2 separate regions of the Columba livia genome follow, and region 1 is linked to region 2. The links are chromatin contacts, called in public Hi-C maps. All regions are on one chromosome and are shown on one strand. The core of a region is the stretch at or near the end of the contact, and the rest is flanking DNA. Distances in the headings are between cores, read along the strand shown. Region 1 overlaps DIDO1 (death inducer-obliterator 1). Region 2 holds the start of BHLHE23 (basic helix-loop-helix family member e23).

Region 1 (3,883 bases), core at 1,282-3,781, 99 kb before region 2:
GGGAGCACAGGCAGCCCCAGCACAGGCCTTGGGGTTCAAGTTCAGCACCAGAGCTGCCTCACACCAGCCACTCCTGTACTATCATCTTTGCAAAGCCAGAAGATATCCAGCGTGAATTTCTCAGAAGTTCTGGCAGACTCATCTTAGGTATATCTGATCATTATTTGGTTTGTTAGCATCTTTTCTGAGAACTCTGCTAGTTACAAAGGGTTAAGGCCAGACATACATAAACAGCAGCCACAGGTCCCAGAAAATGGCCAGTAGCTTAAAGTAAATAATTTTTATTCCTCTAGTACTACTCAATACTTATTGCCTCTTAGTATGGGTTTACATTACAGGATATAGCATTAAGATATCTGAGCTTTCAAGGAGTTAATTCAGATGCCAGAAGTAATTTAGTTACAACAGTATCGAACCTGACACAGGCTTGTTTATCCTATGGGGGAGCAAGGGCAGTAAGTTTAACTACCATTTCAGTCCTTGCAGACAAACATACTTATGACTTAAGAACAGCTCCTCAGTTAAAGTAAATATTTTTTTATAGTTAGTAGTTGAGTATTTTTAATAGCTGAACCAAGAGCAGAATATCCACATACACTGCACTCGGCTGAACAGTCACAACTTAAGTTGGTTCAATCTTGCCTGAAGAGAAGCATTAAACTGGCACCAGTCTGTGTGCAGACGAGGCCTTATTTTTTGTTTTCACAACACTACAGCTTCCTACACCACTTCTACCTCCCGAGTCATAACTGCTGTCCCGAGTGTAACACATTTCCCCTGCTGTCTTTACAGTGATATATTTTCTTTCTTTCCTGTCATCATACTGTTATGACAGAAAAACAGAAATTACACGAGAAAAAAAAAAAGCATAAATTATGTATGCTATAATCTAAGCATTTTGGTAGGCACATTTTCTGATGTATCCCAATATCACTGTATTCCCTTTACGTCTCCGTATTTTGTTAGACGTGTACAGGAACAAAGCAGCCCAAGTGCCCCTTGTACCTGTGATTTTTAACTTTGTGAATAGGTCTTGGGTGTAGGAAAATTTAGCTGCAGAAGAAATGAAGAAAACTGAAGGGGATAATAAAAGGAAATTTATATCGCCCGAGGCAGGGTGCTACAAACCCGCCCTTCCACCTCCAGGAGGTGGCAGCATTAAGCTCTCTCCATAATTTACTGCTGTAAAACAGGAGGTACTACAAACACAGGACATCCTGTATTTAAGTCTAAGAAGGTCAATCAGCTGAACCTCAAAGATTTGAAGCACTGATGGGTAGTTATTATAGTATACTTATAACTAGGTAGTTTAAAAATCTGGATACTGCAAACATCTACCATTTTCTCCTCCTTCTGGATTCACTTGCTATTTTAAAACTGCTCATACATTTGCTGCTGACTTCTATTTGACAATTAACAGCAAAAATACAGAAAAAAGTCTCAAGTTTTGCTCTATCAAGCGGAAAACCTGAGTTCAGGTGCTTCAGACATACACACTGATACTGCTGAGAAACTTCTGCATCAGCAAACATCAGGTTTGAAGGGTTCCTTTACCCCCTTTTCACAGGGCAGCAGTGAATGTAGTGGGCAAACACTGTTACAAATGCAAAACATGATATTAATTAGTGTAAAACTAAGTATAGAAGTTCTCAGCAGAGTCACACAAGGAGTGGATGCAAACTGCTTTTGTAGCTCCTTCTGGAAAAACGTGTTTATGCTGTTTAAAGATTGTCCTCCTTCAGTATAACTAAAAATAATGGCTCCTGTTATTGTAAGATGTATGTTAATCTGCTACCACACTGAAACGTTTCAGTAATCGTTTTGGGTGGTGCTTCCTCACAAACACCTACATGATTTTAATAGATGATGAGTCCGTTTTGCTTTTGTTGTGAATTTTATATGTCCTTTGATATGACCTACATATTGATAATTAACACTCACATGACAAATTCAGGATTTCTACCAAAACTTGAATTTCTGAACGTTCCTAGATCTCAACAATCCGTATACTTGTATCAATTTGGAAGCTAGGATGACTTTTGAAATTCAATGTAAAAACTGAGCACCGCATATTATTTTCCTAACAAAATTAAAAGCAACATTTCTGAAAGGGAATGTGATGCAGAGCTTATCTCTTCTTACATGTGTAGCTCAAACACTGTTTGCAACTTTAAAAGCACTTGTACTTAATATTCGCTTATCAAAGCAAGTTCAAGGTATTTCCCACTCTAGTTACTAAGTGGATAAACAGGATTCTATGATTCTGTTCACTGGGAACATCAAGATGTTGGACAGTCTTAACCAGGCTCCAGATTTTGGTGTACAAAGATAATTTCAAGTACAGCCCTAACTTATCCCCAAAAAAGCTACCGAAAAAAAAATTAGGAAACAAAGAAACACGAATGAGTGGGGTAGCAGAGAAAAAGAAATCACTGCTCTACGTAACTGCATACTACTAGCACCAAATAGCCACCTTCTTTTTTTTTAAATACAGAACAGTTTGGGAGGAGAAAAGGTGTCCTGGTGGAAGGGTTTAGATGCAAAGGGTTTAGATGCAAAGGGTTTAGATGCAAAGGGTTTAGGTACTCTATGCCCCTATCGCCCAGTACGTCTGTAAGAGTGGCTTGATCTTCTTGCTACGACTTAAAACTACTGCCATACATAACAAGAAAATCTTGTATCTGACGAGTACAGAGTAAACATATAAAGTAAATTCATGTATAAAATATGATAAACAGACCGCTGGACAGAGTATTAGAGAGTAACTCTGTTAATCGCATTAAGTTTCCTTAATTCCTAAAATGCCGCGTGCACTGAAGTCACAAGAAAGGCTTTGCAGAACATGGCTTGAGGCTGTGGGAGAACGCAGGCTGTGGTTTGAAATACTGTATTCAGAAGATGCCGGCCTTGGCCTCCTCTATGAGACCTTCAGTCCAAACGTTAGACACCCAGATGTCTGAACTAGTCAAATGTCTTTCAAAATCAATGCTCAGAAATAAGCATTTCTAAACAGTGAGTCACCTTTTTTCCAAGATTAGTGTCTAAACCAGATTATATGTTTTGCCCACTGACGGTGTTTGTCTTGACAGACTAGTTAGACTTAAGTAATTCTAACTTTTAGATACTTGAAGTGAAGTGAGACGCCTCATATGAACTTCCACAATGCTGTAACTTCTATGATTTGAACGGTATATAAAGATTTGTTAAAGAAATGAAATCTTGTAGAAGGCGCTTAAAGATGATGCAATAGCAGCTTCTCAGGAAGATTACAGATCAGACCCACTCAATCAAAAAGCAGGACAGGTTTTTCCACAAATACACAATTTCCCTGGCAATTCAGTAATGGCACAGTCTCCGCGTATTTGTACAACTTACCTTAATAACAGCATCTGAAGTTCTTCCTTGCATTTGATACGAGGTTTCTTCATCACATGAACTAGGTGGTTTTCTATTTGTTATTAAAGTCTGGTATATACATATTTTTGAACCATTTTAACTACAGGAATCCAGTTTTCTACTGGAATTGATTAAAACTGTATAACTGCCAGTGTGGTAAAACTTAAGAGCAACCCCCCTTAAAAAAACTTCAAACTTACTGCCCGAAAACCTGTATTCCTGTCTCCTGGAAAAAAAACCTATGGCAATAAGGACATTTTAACTGATTTGGTTATGAGACAAAGTGTCACTGAAATCTGACATGTAAAATAAGCCCTTATAGATTCCTTTATAGCTTTCTCTCCTAATTTTAGTTATGTTTAAACCCTACTGTTACTGACCAAAAAAACAAAAACAAAAAAACAAACAAGCTACAATTTCTTTAAAAGAAACTTAAAAAAAATGCAAGTTTATCAATATATGTATCTTAAGCATTCACTATAAAAAA
Region 2 (3,901 bases), core at 248-2,747:
TTTTTTCCTTTTTCTTTTTAAGAAAAGAAAAAAGCGCATCTTATTTTGAAGCGCCTATTGTTTTATCAAGAGCCTTGACCTTCCCCCCTCCCATGAGCTGACTGAATGACATTTTCATTGGGATTCACGGCTGCAGTCCAACCCCAGCAGGCTACACAGGACACCCCCCCAAGATTCTGAAGCATTGCATAGTTTTGCAGCTGGATTTTGCTTCCCCCCCCTCCTTTTAAGCTATTTTTTAACACAGGTTGATCATGCCAAAGAAAACTCACTGAGATTTCCATCTCCAGATCTCTCTCCCTCCCTTTTTCTACAGTTTAGTTTAAAAACTGCTCAAAAACTTCATAGATGAGAGCAAGCAGAAACACAACATTATGCTCACAGTTCACTAACCGGCCGGGAAGGAAATAACTCTATAGATGAAGTTACATGTTGGGGTGGGGAGGGTTAACTGAAAGTTGAAAAGTGGATAGTTTTGGGGTCCACACAAACTGCCAAGTATTTCCAAATGGGGTGCAGGGAGGGGAGTATTTAAGAGAAGCAAACAAAAAGAAAACCCAGACTTAACTGATGGTAGGAAGCCAGGGCTGATGGTAGTGGAAAGAAAAGTGCAAAGAAAAAAAAAAAAAAAAACGAATAAAAACCAAAAAGAAGCCAGAAGTCAAGGCTTGTCATTACAGTGTTTGCAGAGGGCGGAGGTGGCTCCTGTGAAGGCAGTGCATTTCTCGGGGCAGCCGGGCAAGGCTGCGCTGCCGAACGGGTACACGGCCGACTGTCCGAAGGGGTTGAGGGTGGCGGGCAGCGGAGTGCTCAGCGTCTGGCCCTGGTTCAGATAAGCCACCAGCCGCCGCATCTCCTCCAGAGCCTGCGCCTGCATGAGGATGTAGTTCTTGGCCAGGAGCAGGGTGGCGATTTTGGAGAGTTTCCTCACCGAGGGGCTGTGGGCGTAAGGGATAACGGAGCGCAGCCCGTCCAGGGCATCGTTCAGGTCGTGCATCCTCCGCCGCTCCCGCGCGTTGATGCTGAGCCGCAGCGAGCGCTGCTCCTTCGGCTTCTTGCCCAGGGCTCCCCCCTTCAGCTTGCCCTCCCGCTCGAAGCCCGCACCGCCCTTCACCCCGGCTTCGAAGCCGTCCTCCTCATCGCCGCTCTGCTCGCCGCTGCTCTCCGCCGACTTGCCCAGCGCCCCGGGGTGAAAGTCCGTCCCGCCGCCTCCCGGGTATGTCCCCCGCGGACCCTCGGTACCGCCGCGGACGGTCCCGTAGGCGAAAGCCGATGGCCCATAGCCCGGGGCCAGCGCCAGGTACGTCTCGCCGCCCAGCGACTTGAGCTCGGCCATGGCCTTGGCGGGGAGAAGCCGCGCTCCGCCGCCTCAGCGTTGAGGATGATGAGGATGAAGAAGAGGAGGAGGCGGCCCCACTGCGCCCGGGCTGGGGGCGGGCAGTGAGCGCGGTACCGGCCCCGCCGCCGCTTATATCGGCGGAGATGGGCCCGGCGGGATTCCCCCGCCGCCCAATCAGCGGGGCGTGGGGGATATGGGGGAGCGGCTCTGCCCTCCCTCCGTGACCGGCTTCCCTCGCCCCCGGCCCCGCCACTGCAGCCCCGCGGCTTCCCCGGGCTCCCGGCGGAGAGGTCCCGGGGTCTGACGGGGCGACAGACACCCCTTGGTGGGCACCTGCGGGTGAAAGGAGACACTGCCCGAGGAGCAGCAGGACAAAACAGGTCTGGAAAGTGAGTGGGGGTGGACATGAATCGCTATTGAGCTTCTAGAACTCATATCCCTAGAGGGGGTTAAAAGATGGGGTGATGAGGTTCTTGGGGACGTGGTTTAGTGCCAGAGTTAGGTTAATGGTTGGAGTCTGTGATCTTGACAGTCTCTTTCAACCAAAACAATCCTATGATTTTGTATTTGCTGGCTGGGACAAGGCAGTGGAGGAGAAAATGAACAGCGCAGCAACAAGAGTCTTTACTTAATGGAAGCTGCACGTGGATGCTGGAAGGGCAGGGAAAGCATTGTGACTTTGCAGTCCAGCCTCTGGCTTGCAGTGTATGAACTCTTTGGAAACATAAGAGGAGTTTCAGCTCTTAGCAGGTGACAGTGCTGAGCTCCAGGCCTGTGAATTTGCTCTTTTCTCTTTCTAAAAGTAATGAGAAAAGGTGATGGTTGAACTGCTGCTTCATGCTGCCTCTCACCTTAGTCTTTGTCAGCCTCAAAGCAAATAAAGAAGTGATTGGGGAAGCAAAATATTTTTCTGGAGACTTTTCTAGCATCACTCTCAGGAAAAACTGGAGAAGGGAACACTCCCCCCCACCACAGACATGGGACCATGAACCACTCATGGTACATGTTGTGATGGGAGGCAAAGGCATGCAAGGTCTTGACAGCTGTGGGCATGGCTTGCTGATCAGGGCCTTTGATTTAGGTGGGGATGACAGAGGAGGCACCTGTTGCACTGAGAGATTTCCAAGGCAAAGGCTCCGTCTATTTCCATTTTCTTCAGAGATTCAATTTGTTCCTTCCTTCCATGTGTGTCTAAAAGAAATTTGATCCTTGGTGAATCAGTCCAGCTCTGAAGGGACTCTCTATCCTTCCCAGTTGCGAGTACCAGTAATCGAATGCTAAGCTGAGAAGGAAACAAACAGCTCCATGCAATGGCCTGTAGTGTGTGAGAAAACAACACTGGGGGAGGAATCCTTTCTGTGACCACTGGAGTGTCTGAACAACGGAAAAATCACATGGAGAATCCAAGGCAGACGTTGGCAAAGATGAGAACTGCAGAGGGAAGGATATTCAGGGTGCTTTGTCCCATATTCCTGCACTGAGATGACAGAGAGGGCTTAGTCTTTAATTGCAACAGAAAGACGTCCTAGTCTTTTTTTTTTTTCTCCCTAGGCTTCTGAGACTGCTTCCTAGTACTGAGCTTTGCTATAAAGATAGTATAAGGGCATTCCAGACTTTCTTCAAGCATGGCATGTACCTGGTCCAGGCCTCTTGAGTGCCTGATAGGAAGGATGGGATGAATCCTGTATCCTAATGTACAGATGCAAATAGGTGGATGTTGCCTACAGGCAGATGCAATCAGTTGATACAGATGTACCTGGTAGGTTATTTGCCGTAGTAAATAGTTTGGGTGTTAAGGTGACATGAGGCTTTTCCCAGAATGTGTGTTGTTTTCATCAGGCCCTCTACAAAGCGTAGTTAGCTTGTCCTCTTCCCATCAGCTCCCTTTACGCAGCGGGCTAACGTGAAATGACGAGCTTGTCTCTCTTCCTTCTCCACATCAGAGCCAAGAGCACCGAGATCTGTGGTGACACATGCACCCGTGGCTGGAGAGCTGCTGCCTGGCATGAGGCTGCTCCCTGCTCCAGAAATGTGTGTCTGGAAGGTCGTGGTTCTGCATTTTGGAGTGGTGGAACACATTAAACTATCTGCTGTCCCAGCCTGGCCATCAGGGGATGTACAAGGTTTGAGTATTGTACTTTTCACTGATCTTCTCTTATCTCACCTACAGTGTCTGAACATGTTACAATATCATCATGTCTCCTTTTTTGCTGCCCTTATCAGGCTTATCAGACCATGAAGATCGATTACTGGTTTTAGTCACTTAATTGTTTTATGAGAATTGGACCACTTAACTACTCCTGGGATGGATCACTGTATATGTTCATGGTGACTTTCAAATATAGGTGAGCATAGCATAACTTTTGCTCATCTCTGGAATCAGTCCTACACTTCAAGTGGTAACAGACAAAAGGAGTGAGGCACTAAACAATTATCACTGGCATAAATCATTCCCATAAGAAAGATGATCAGGGATTGTTAAAAGCATAACTGTCCCCTACTAAAAATGATTTACCTTTTTTCCTAATGTGTTGAAATCTTGCAATGAGAAGGACTAGTGGT

The links. A called contact is a pair of places that touch in the nucleus more often than the background predicts.
Region 1: a Hi-C map of liver shows a contact between it and region 2, with 2.6 times the contacts expected there. The contact joins the enhancer-like site here to the promoter of BHLHE23 in region 2. A contact is called at or near these places in 2 of 2 Hi-C or Micro-C datasets (crop and liver).

Annotation. Positions count from the first base shown.
Region 1 is chr16:7,951,014-7,954,896 of bColLiv1.pat.W.v2, reverse strand. The region is part of intron 8 of DIDO1 (death inducer-obliterator 1); the gene reads right to left. Among named protein-coding and RNA genes, the nearest start is that of DIDO1, 28 kb to the right of the region's middle. Within about 2 kb of position 2,531, at least 1 of the 3 cell types and tissues checked has an H3K27ac peak away from gene starts, as active enhancers do.
Region 2 is chr16:7,850,694-7,854,594 of bColLiv1.pat.W.v2, reverse strand. BHLHE23 (basic helix-loop-helix family member e23) reads right to left here and starts at 1,497. Exons shown (of 1, transcript XM_021283807.2): 1 at 1-1,497. The coding sequence starts at 1,336. The coding sequence ends at 662. LOC110355767 (a long non-coding RNA gene) reads left to right here and starts at 1,512. Exons shown (of 2, transcript XR_010466585.1): 1 at 1,512-1,719; 2 at 3,283-3,862.